2 separate regions of the Anas platyrhynchos genome follow, and region 1 is linked to region 2. The links are chromatin contacts, called in public Hi-C maps. All regions are on one chromosome and are shown on one strand. The core of a region is the stretch at or near the end of the contact, and the rest is flanking DNA. Distances in the headings are between cores, read along the strand shown. Region 1 holds the start of BRAF (B-Raf proto-oncogene, serine/threonine kinase). Region 2 overlaps BRAF (B-Raf proto-oncogene, serine/threonine kinase).

Region 1 (5,666 bases), core at 2,212-4,711, 61 kb before region 2:
TGGTGCAGAATTTAACAGCATTTTCAAACATGTGGGAGAAGCGCAAATGCTACCATGTGTGGGAAAAACACTTTTTTTTTGGGGGGGGGAGGAGTAAAAAGGATAAGTGTTTTTTGAAAATCAGTACAAATTTTAAGGGCACCGTTGACATCCAGAGTTTACGTAGAATTTTCACACCACTTTAAGAAATCAATTTCTATTATCATAATATGCAAATTATCTGATTTCTTTTTTGGTTAAGAAACTGGAAGTTTTTGTTACACCAGTAAACTATGAAGGCTTTTTTTTTTTTTTTTTTTAATTTATTTTGTTTTGTTTTTGAGATAATGTTCTCTATGGAAAGCAAATCAAAAACGAGACCAATCCTAGGTTTCATCTAATAGTCCTTTTGGATACTCTCTTTTCGGAGCATCTCATTAAGACTACTGCTTTTTTGAGGGAAAGGATAAAGATGTATTCAAATGCTCTCAATGAGATGGTTGCTGTCAGATAACCATCTGATTTTTTACTGACTCACTGAAACATTGTTCTCTTGAGGTTCAGGTGTTGATTAGATCAGAAAAATGTTCTGGTGGGCAAGCCAGCTGAAATGTCTGTGTCTTTTAACAAGCAAACTTTTTCTCTCATCTGAATCAAATAATTCTGAAGATGATTAAATGTCAATGCATAACTACGAGATTGATGGGAGGTGGCAGGTTTTGCATTTGCAAGTATAAATTACTTGCTGCAATACCAGACAAACAGGCTGTGCTGCATTGCAGGAATCAACTAGACAGTGCCCCGAGTTGCCCGCACATTTGATAGAAGAAAACAATCTTCCAGATCTATATTAAGTTTGATTTTGACCTGTGCAGATAATAAAAACTAGTCTATGTAAAAGACTTTGATGGTATCAATTCTCACCAGATAGGATTGCTTGCTGCCAGGAAAGCCACAGTTCAAAATTAATTTATCTTTCATCATGATGGAATAAGCATAGACACCAAAGGTTCCACCACATAGAAGTGTAAGAAATTCCATTTACCATCAGATGTGCATTCTCCCAAACAAAGGAGAGTATAGCATAAGTGACAGATTTCTGCCTCCTTCCTGCACAACCAAATTTTACAATAGTATTATGTTCTTTATTAAAAATTAAAAAATGAAAAATGTTCTGTTTACCTCATGTATCTTGATGTTAACTTGTTGCTGTGTTCCTAGTTTTGATCACCAGTTGTCATTAGGGTTCAGAATTGTAGCTCTTCATGTGGAACATCAAATGTAACAACAGAATTTAGCAAATGTGGTTTATGTGAATACAAAACCGGAAAAGAAAAAAACAACAACAACAACAACAACAACAAAACAGAAGCTCAGGAATGAAGGGATGCAATATTATTAAAAGCACTAGGAAAGACATTGTAAGTTACAGATTGATAATAGCCTACTAACTCTACTGTTAGCTATGTCCTGGAGATAAATTGCTTGAGAAATAAAACAAGAGCTGTGTGTATGTTCTGTACATTGTGACTAAATTACCCCTTGGTGTAAATTTCTTTGAAATGATGGCACTTAATCTGCTGGCTGACACATATTACTCTGTTAGCTTTGCCATTAACATCAATGAGATGTGTACTGGGAGAGCCACTTCAGATTACCTTTGCCTTCTTTCCCTGAGAAGTTCAGGGAAATTTGTCCCAGGGAGATTTGACCTCAGCACATGTGTTATTTTTCACAGTCCGTGCACACTTTCCACTACCATTACGAATTCTCATCTCATAGCAGGATTTGCTGATAATTATCCTCTTCAGTAAAGTGGCTATTAGAGAGAAATCTCTCAACTCGGCGAGCTGCTAATATTGTACATTTGATTCTTGCATTTGTGCAACCGTTTTGGTGACTGCACTGCAGGCCACCTGTCATAAAAAAATCCTAGACTTCTGTATGAGGAGGGTGTAATCTGTCAGATAAAATCCCTTTAGATGTTAATGAGATCATTTTGGTTATTTCTCATTTGTGTTCCTGTGTTTAATACTGTGTAGCTTTGTGTAGAAAAGACCCACTGCTAAATTCATGTCCAAAGCTTCATCTCTCATATTATGGGATCTCATATTGTAGACGACATGGTATTTTTGATGAGTTCATACTGTAAATAAATGTTGCATTTATTTACCAGTTTGCACCACTACTGTTACCGAACTGAATTCTAAATGCTTTGACACGCTGGTGGCCCCTGTGTGAAAGGTGAAATATAAATCCCAAGTCTGTCATCAGGATTATTACCCTAAGCAGTTGTATGGTTCAGTGTTCACAACCGAAGCAAAACAAAGATAAGAATGTTTGCACTTGCATGTTTCAAGTTAGTGTTTTAATTGACTACTGTAAGATAGATCAAGTTGTGATGTAACAGCCTTTACGTGCTCTGAGATCGTTGTTCTGATGCGCCAGCTCTTCTTTGCAACCCATTAAAATATAGTTACCAATTTCGTGTTTCTCATAAAAGCGTTTTCAGCAAGAAAGCAACTTAAAACACCTGAGTGAGCGAATGCAGTGTGTGTTAGCAGCATTGCAGTGGGTGTGGCATGCAGTGACTGGACACGGGGCAGGTTTTTTTGCTTTAAACAGCCGTGTGCTGTCCCTGGGGGGGATCAGGGCCGTGCTGGCCATGTCTGCAAGAGCACAGCAGGGCAGCTGCTCCCCCAGCACGAGCATTGGGGAGCAGCGGTGGCTTCCAGCTCCTGAGCCTGTAGGGGCATTTCGTGTGCCAGCCCCGCTCCTCTGCCATTCCCAGCAGAGGATGGAGGCACCTTGCAGCTCCCACCCTGCGAGCTGATGTTTTTCTCCAGAAAACCTGGCTATCTGTGAAGGAAATACACGTCAGGGTGGACACACATTTGGGAAGCGGGGTCTGCTTCAAGCCCCCAGATGAGGCAGAGCTGGCTGGGTGACGGGAGAGATGTGTGGAAGCGTTCGCACTGTGCGCTGTGTCACACGGTGAATTTTTGGGGTGGCGTGTGTGGTGCCAGGAGGTGGACTGGGTGATCCCTGTGGGTTCCTTGCAGCTCGGGCTGCTCTGTGCCTCTCTGAGACTACCTGGGGGAGCTGAGGGGCCTGAAAACGCAGCACCGGGCTGCGGCAGGGCAAGGCCTAAACATCATTGGGAAAGACAGAGATGCTTTTAGCAACTATTTTAACTGGAGTGGGTGAAGCTCCTTCAGAGGAAACCGCCACATTGATCCCTGTTGGCAGCACCACAGCCTTCCACCCAGCCAGGGCCGGTGCCCAGCACCCCGCCCGCCTCAGCCTCAGCCCCCGCCCCCGCCGCCATTATAGGGGGGGTGCGGCCGGCAGGGGGCGCTGCGGCGCGGGAAGGCGGGAGGAGGGCGGGGGGCTGAGGGGGCGTGGCTTAACGGGGGGGTGCGAGTGGGCGTGGCCGCGGCCGCGCGGGTTCCCGTGGCGACGGGTGGTCGCGCCGTGACGTCAGGGTGTTTCCCGGTGACGCCGGGGCGGGCGCAGGCGCCGGGCGGGCGCTCGGCGGCGGCAGCGGCGGCAGCGACAGCAGCGGCGGCGGCGACTGCGGGTGACGTCACGGGCCCGGGCGTGCCGCGCCGCCGGGAGCTGCCCCGGGATCCCCGCGCTGCGCCCCCCTCCCCCTTCCCCCCCTCCCCTCCCCTCCCGTCCCGCTCCGGGTCCCGGCTGGGCCCGTCCCGGCGGCGCCCGCCCCGCCCCCGCCCCCGCCCCCCCCGGCGCGGGCAGCCAAGATGGCGGCGCTGAGCGGCGGCGGCGCTGAGGGGGCCGCGCTCTTCAACGGCGACGCCGACCCCGAGCCCCCCGCGGCCGCGGCCGCTGCCCTCGCCGCCTGCTACGGCGCGGGGGGAGGCGGGGACCCGGCCATCCCCGAGGAGGTGAGGACATAAGGGGGGGACAGGGAACGGGGGGGGGGGCGGCTCTCATCGCATCGCCTCACGGGGCTGGTGCGGCTCTGCATGGGGGTGAATTGCCATAAAAACCCCAAAATCATGCAAATCCCCGTGGAATGGTTTCACCGACCGGCGTGTTTTGTGGCCCTGTGGTATCAGCACGGCTGAGGGGGTCAGCAGACGGCAGGGGAGGGGAGGGGAGAGCAGAGAGCTGTGGCAGGAGACGGGGGTTGTTCAGAGCAGCCCTCATGCCAAAGGAGGTGGCACCTCCAAAATGTTTCAGCGTGGGTTGGCAGGTTTGACCCCAAATGCTAAATTACATGCTGCAGGGTTTTGTCCTCCTGCTTTTCTTTCCCTTGAATATCTTATGGCCCTGCGTGAGAGGAAGAGCAGCAGCCTGGTACCTGGCACGCCCGCTGGCCGAGAGGCTGCCCCGTCCCAGCCATGGGTCCATACACACGTGGTTAAGGAGCCTGTGGCCTTTGCTGTGTTATCTACAAGTTGGAAATAATGAAACACGCGGGTCTAAGGCAGAGCCGGTGCTAAAATTTCTGCTTTTTGAAGCGGTTTTGTTCTCCAGTCAACTCGTTCTTCCTTAAGTCATAGGTAATTAACTTTTGTTTATGGCTTAAGCACTCGTATTACGTCAGCTAAAAGTAGTTTTGATAAAACTCAAGACCAAAAAATTGCTGATAAGGTTAAAATAGAAGCCGTCCTTAATACAAAAACAAGCCGACATAAACTCTAATGCAAATTTGAGGTAACTTAAGTCAGAAGAATACTGAGGTGCACATAACTGACTCATGGCTCTAATAGAAGTGCCAGTTTTAGTGTTTTGTTTTGTTTCTTCAAGAGAACGTAAGCCTGGGCTTTAGGAGTAACCTTGCTGTGGGAGTGCATCAAGGAGCGTAACTTGGCTTATTTGGAGGGGATGCCAGGACAGGTTTTAGTTCCACGGCCGTTCAGGAAATGCCCTCCTGGCCTCTGGGAGGAAAGCCTCACGTTCTGCACTGAGCCTCTCGTTTTAAGAGGCGGGTAACCAAGAAGAGTCTTTGACAGCTCTTGAAGTAAGCGGACACAAACTCGTCAGCTGAAGTCCTCTGGTAAAGGAGGTGTTATGTATCAAGATCATAATCAAGTGTTGGTTGAAACTACAGCAGCATTATTTACCGACTCAAGGCTCGGGGCTTTGCAAAACAAGTTGACGCCGTATCGTTCAAATCATGGCCAACTTGTAGTCGAACAATGAATGTAGTGCTTCAGAAGTTGCCTTTTCTATCCTGAGAGCTGGTACTAAAAATCTTCAAATAACAAAGTCATTACATAAGAGTATAATAATTGCTAAAGCAATTTTTTTCAACATTATGATTGAAGATTAGGAAGAACGCTTGCGTGTGCGCTTATACAAACAGAACACTTGGGAAATAAATCCTTATGCCACCAAAAAGTACCTGAAAAGAGTAGGGGCAAGTGAATCCAGGAGGAAATTTTCTCTTCCCCTCATCATCCTGCTTCTGGTATTAGGAGGCCTGCGATGAGTGCTGGCATCCAGAGGCTTGGAGGCTGGCCTTTGGCAACCCCATGATGAGTTGTCAGGACTAGAGACTGTCTGGATGGAAGGTTTTCAGAGTGTTGTGGGGTTGCTGATGTAGTAAAGTGCGTGAGACAGCCGGGAGGAGAGGCTCTGATCTTGTTGCTAGAGATTATTTACACCAATATTAAATAATTCAAATGGGATTTTCTGTACTTGGAGCTTTGTGCCCTCAA
Region 2 (5,690 bases), core at 1,332-3,831:
ATTTCTATCCACTGCTAATTTGTCCTTCTCTCATATATCCATACCTTCTGTCTGAGTATAGATATACCGAATAACATATGTAGACTGATGATGAGTATATCTATATCCAAACACTCAAAACAGACTGTTTTTTTGCTGTTGTGGTACCCATAGGACAGTCAAGCCTATAGGTGAACTTCTGGGACTTTTGCTCTCATCCAGGTTCTGAGATTGAAGGAGAGTGTACCTAATTGCTGTTTTCCAGCTACACTACAGACCAAGTTTTCAATTGTTCAGTAGTTTCTAACCAGTAGCATTGACTCCTCAGAAAAAAATGTAATTTTTTTTTTTCATAGTCATTTCTTGATTTTCTTTTCTCCTGTCTGCTGCTTGTACGTTCTCAAATGAAGTATTTGTCTTGGGTTCAGTTCTCACTAGAGGATCTATCAACGTGACACCATACAGTATTTCTGGTGGAATACCACTAGCATCCAATTACAATCTTAACCATAATTCTGTTTTATGAAACAAAATAGACACTTCTTGGCTCTGGAAAATTGATGTGTTGAGCTGGGTGCCTGTGCTGGAGGAGGGTCCCCCATAAAGTGCATGGTGAAACTCCTAAGTCCATAGCTGTGGAAGTAGAGGCCTTGTGGCATATCTGTTCAGGAGAACTTAGTGGAACCCAAAGCATAGCATCAAAAATCTTGTAGTCCATACCTAGTCTGGATTTCTCCTGGCAGTCCTGTGGCTGAAGTCTAGCCCTTCTCTGTTGATCCTTTTGGCATTTACAGTAAGTGGTCAATTGTCCTATCCTTTGACCCAGACAGGCCAGATACACCCATCATCATGCCTTTCCCATTATGCTTCATCAGTACTTCCTTGAGATAGGATTTGCAAGAAATTGATTATTTTTGTTTACTCAGCAGTTTACTTGCAGTATCACTTGACAGATCCTCACACCTGAAAAGGGCACAGTTTTATAGTCTAGAACTGTCCTAGCCTGCACTGCTGAGAGGACTAACAGGGTCACAGTCAAGGCTCTCATGGTAGTTTTTTAATATAAGAAAATATAAAGAGCTGCCAACAAACAGCACAGCATACAGATTTAAGAAGTTACCACAGGTTTTAAGTTTGGTCTGTTAGGTTTCTTCAAGCAGTGAGAAGGCTGCCTTCAATACTGAGCTGTGTAGAAGGAAGATTGCTTTTTCCTCAGCCTCTGGGAAACCTAAGAAAGACTCCAGAATGCTTAGGTGCCTCATCTTTGTGATCTCTAGTTGGAATGTTTGGTGGAATCTAGTTCTTCTTCATGTCCATTTGATGACACTAAGAATGTGATTGAGTTCCTGGGGAATTAGGAGAATCTTTCAGATTTTACAATGTATCAGTAGACTCTTCAAGGCCTTGATTCTACTGGGATATCTGCTGAGATAACCTTGGGATTATGCTTTGAGAAGTTTTTATGTCTAGTTTCTTCTTCTTTGAAAGAGGTTTGATTTAATGTGACCAAATCTCTGTGGTGAACCCCAGTCTATCCCAGTACTGTTTGGAAACAAGTTCATAGAGAGTATCGTAACTTTACAGAGGTACAGTTTTCATACCTGTTCCCATGATTTTTCATGTGCTAGCTCCAGAAAGTAAATGATTTTTATCAAAGTACTAAAAAAAAATGAAGCCTTGTCAAGGAAGCATGTTGATTGTTTCTGAAGGAAAAGGTTGCATTTCCTGGAAGTCACCAAGACTGGAATTTCATTTGGGATATCCTTCTGCTTGATGGGCACCAACATGTATGGCTGAACTAAGGTTACACAAGACCAGGCCTGCCTTCAAACAATCAATGTTCCTCATAGACTTAGTGATAGCATCTTCTGAGCATTTTTCTGAGCATTCCTGTGCTGTTTTTTTTTTGCAAAATCAAGAGAAAGCAATGCTTGCTCCAGAATACCTGCTCCTTGTTAATTCAGCAATAAAGGTTATAGGCTGTAATAATTCATTAGACTGAATCTAGAAATGGATTATCTTAGGGGAAGCTGAGATTGACCGAAGACCTTCTGTTTGGAAAGATGCATTTGGTTCTGCCTGTTTATTTACATGTATTTGTTTGTTTGTTTGTTTATTTTCCCTCATCAATTTTCTCCTGATATACTTTTTTTTCCCCCAACAGGAAAACACGGCATGTGAATATCCTTCTTTTTATGGGTTATTCAACAAAGCCTCAGTTGGCTATTGTTACCCAATGGTGTGAGGGGTCAAGTTTATATCACCATCTACACATCATTGAGACCAAATTTGAAATGATTAAACTAATTGATATTGCACGACAGACTGCACAAGGCATGGAGTAAGTCTCTTATTATCTCTTTGCAAATGAGTGTTGTGACAGTGTTTGTGTATCTCTTTCACACTGTGACTGACATTGGCAAACTAGATTAGCTGTCTGTCAGTTTGCCAAGTCCAGAGTCCTGCCTTAATCAAAGTATTTGAAGAGTTTATTATTTTGATCAGTAAAATAGACTTCAGGGTCTTTTTCTGGAACATAGAGAAGTACACATAATCAAGGAATATGGTCTCTGAAAGAAGAACGCAAGTTTAACCACACTGTAATTATCTTTAATCTTGTGAGAAAAGATTTCTGTTCAAGGCTTTATGGTCTTCACAGTGCAGATAGACTTAGGGTAAGAATTTAAAAAGAAACACCCTGCAAATGAAAGTACAGAACTGTGTAAGATAACCCAGAATGCAGACAGCCCTGTTAGTGAAAAGAATGCAGTTTCTTTTATATTTCTCATAAGTGTTGTAGCTCTCTAAATAAAGTAATAGATTTCAGCATTTGAAGAAAACATAACTATTTTGTTCTAAGGACTTTGTGTTAAGTAATCCTTCCTCCCGTTGACAGCAATGGAGGGAATTGGAATTTACAAAACTAGCCCAATATTGTATGCCAAAATCAGAACACTGATGTAAGACAGAAAAATCACCCTTCAGCTGGAATGGCGATTGCAGTTAATCGTGCACTTTTTCCACTGAGTATTCAATTATATTTTCAGTCAAGAGGTTGGGAGATGTTTGCAGCAACTGGCCTCAGCCTTCTATTTGCCTGCTGATATCCCCAGGCTCCCTCTGTAGGTAGTGGAGATACAGAAACTGTTCTTTGAGTGTGATTCAAGGCAGGAACATAAAATGGGGCTTTTCCACAGATTTGTGCCACTCTCAGTGATTAAACAAAGAGCTGTGTTGCCCAATAGATTAAACAAACAGCTTTGTTGCCTAATTTAGGCTATATCTATGCTGTGGGGCAAGTACTCTCCTCTGACCTCCCTGCAGTCTATTTATCCATTCTGCAATCAGGGGTTCTCTTTTCCAGTCCCAAACTAAAAAACAGTCAGCTTGTGTCATGGGATACACATAGAGACTTGGAAACACTTTTAGGTCCCATGATTTGGAAACACCTAGGCTAAAGCTGTGACTTACCCCACAAAGTGTCATGATAGTCACCGTCAAGGCTGGGAGGCAGAGCCTTCAGCACTGAATGGCATGTCAAAAACTACTGACATTCTTTAGTTCGGATTCTGAATATTGACTTAGGCAACTGAAAAGCAGAAGTTGACGTGTAATTGCTGTTTTATTCTTCAGTAACAACAGGTTGGAGGTGGAAATCTAAGCTTTATTTTGTTTTTCTTTTCTCCTGTGACTGTTGCAAGATCTTGCATGGATTGCTGATGTTTTAGTGCTTTAACAAACGTGTGCAGTTTGGATATCTACAGAGTTTGTGTTTTGGTAATACAATGAACTTTGAGCTGTTCATTAGTGGAATAACATCTAACCCATCTAATCTATGATGTTCCTTTTCAGTTATTTGCATGCCAAGTCAATCATCCACAGAGACCTCAAGAGTAATAGTATCCTTTCCTGGAGATGTGATTCTGGAATATGACAGCATTCTTTTTTCGTTTTTCTTTTTTTATTATTATTACTAGTTTTGTTTTGTTTTTCCTGCCAGAAATGACCTTATTGAAGTGAAAACCTCTTCATGTGTGATTATTTGTTGAATTGAAATTTGGTTGAGAAGGCGTTATATAATCAGTAGAAAAGTAATGAATACTTACTATGCCTATTGCTGTGATTCCAATAACATAGCGCGTTTTGTTGCAGTTTAACAAAGAATTTCACATCATTGGGTTTCTACTTGTAATGAAAGATTTTTCCATTTCACTCGTGGAGTGTATTCAGCTTCCAGTGGTTGAGTACTTGGCGTTTCAAGAAAGTCACCTGGGCTGTAGGCTGTTCAGCACTGGCCTAGTCATTAAATATGTAACCCTACAGTACCATAATTCATCATGCTGGCTGCTTAGAACCTGTATTATATAAATTTCTTTAATCAATAATGGTAATGAATGGTTAAAACTGTTATGTCTAAAGTTGCAAGTTTTTAGCTGTTTATTGTTCTTGGAGGACAGAACCAGTACTGTTTGTTTTCCCTTAACATTTCCCACTTAGATATTTTTCTTCATGAAGACCTCACAGTAAAAATAGGTGACTTTGGTCTAGCTACAGTGAAATCACGATGGAGTGGATCTCATCAATTTGAACAGTTGTCTGGATCTATTCTATGGATGGTAAGTAAAGGGGAGGTGGTGTGTCTGTTTTAACTGATTTAAGGGTATCTGACCAAGCTTTCTCAGGCTATCCTTCCAGTGCATGGACACGTGCAAACTATCTGAAGCTGGAAAGACCAAGCAGTACTTAGAAGTTCTAAGTGAATTTCAGTTTTTCTTTAAGCATATTTTCCAATAGTCACAAAAAACAAACAAACCTCAGTGTCGTCTTCCCCTGTACTGAGGGTTAAACTGACAGGAAAAAAAATTGCCTAAGGAAGGATGTGATCAATTCAGGGTTGAGTTTTAAGGATTCACACATGGTTATTCTGAAGATGTCATGCAAACTGTTTAAATCTTCTAAGAAGTATAGTTATGACCTCTGTTGCAACTCATCTTTCTTCTTTTCCACTTGAAGAAACTGAAGGTTCTGTTAGTTGACATTATTTTCAGTGCTGTTATAATTCTAGTTTCAAAATATCTTCTTAGCCTGAACAGGGTCACTTTGTTCTGTCATAGATCAATAAAGGGATAACCAAGCTAAATAGAAGCAATGAGAGATTGGTTATTGATACAGATTTTGAGATTTGTGTCATTATCCCCTCTATATTAGAACTCAGTAACACCTGAAGCCAGGAGCGGGCCTTGCACCTCTTATACTCTGGACAAGTCCATATTTTGTTTCTGGTATGCAAGGTGCAGCCTGGCGTGGTGAAATATTTCCTTTTGTTCCTTCCTAATTGTTTTCTTTTGTGGTACAGGCACCAGAAGTTATAAGGATGCAAGACAAAAACCCGTACAGTTTTCAGTCGGATGTGTATGCGTTTGGAATTGTTCTTTATGAACTGATGACTGGACAGTTACCATACTCAAACATCAACAACAGGGACCAGGTAAAAAGAGCATGGGCTTGAAAAGGGGTTGACTTCAGTCAGCTGTGGCCTGAAGAAGAGTGATATAGTCCTGTGAAGTGCCTATTCTGTTGTTTTGTGCGTTCCATTTGTGTTTCTGATGTTCTGAGATGACGTTTCTACATTTAGATCTGCCTCAGCCACATAACACCAATTTACTCACTTCTCTCGAGGGTTTTTTTTTCTTCTTCTTTTGTTCCTTTTT

Evidence for each region. A called contact is a pair of places that touch in the nucleus more often than the background predicts.
Region 1: a Hi-C map of subcutaneous adipose tissue shows a contact between it and region 2, with 1.9 times the contacts expected there. The contact joins the promoter of BRAF here to the enhancer-like site in region 2. A contact is called at or near these places in 3 of 8 Hi-C or Micro-C datasets (liver, skeletal muscle and subcutaneous adipose tissue).

What each region holds. Positions count from the first base shown.
Region 1 is chr1:60,383,511-60,389,176 of IASCAAS_PekinDuck_T2T, reverse strand. It overlaps BRAF (B-Raf proto-oncogene, serine/threonine kinase), which reads left to right and starts at 3,461. Exons shown (of 19, transcript XM_072038935.1): 1 at 3,461-3,884. The coding sequence starts at 3,741.
Region 2 is chr1:60,321,137-60,326,826 of IASCAAS_PekinDuck_T2T, reverse strand. BRAF (B-Raf proto-oncogene, serine/threonine kinase) reads left to right here. Exons shown (of 19, transcript XM_072038935.1): 13 at 2,144-2,320; 14 at 3,832-3,878; 15 at 4,477-4,595; 16 at 5,336-5,467. Among named protein-coding and RNA genes, the nearest start is that of NDUFB2, 22 kb to the right of the region's middle. Within about 2 kb of position 2,581, at least 1 of the 8 cell types and tissues checked has an H3K27ac peak or open chromatin away from gene starts, as enhancers often do.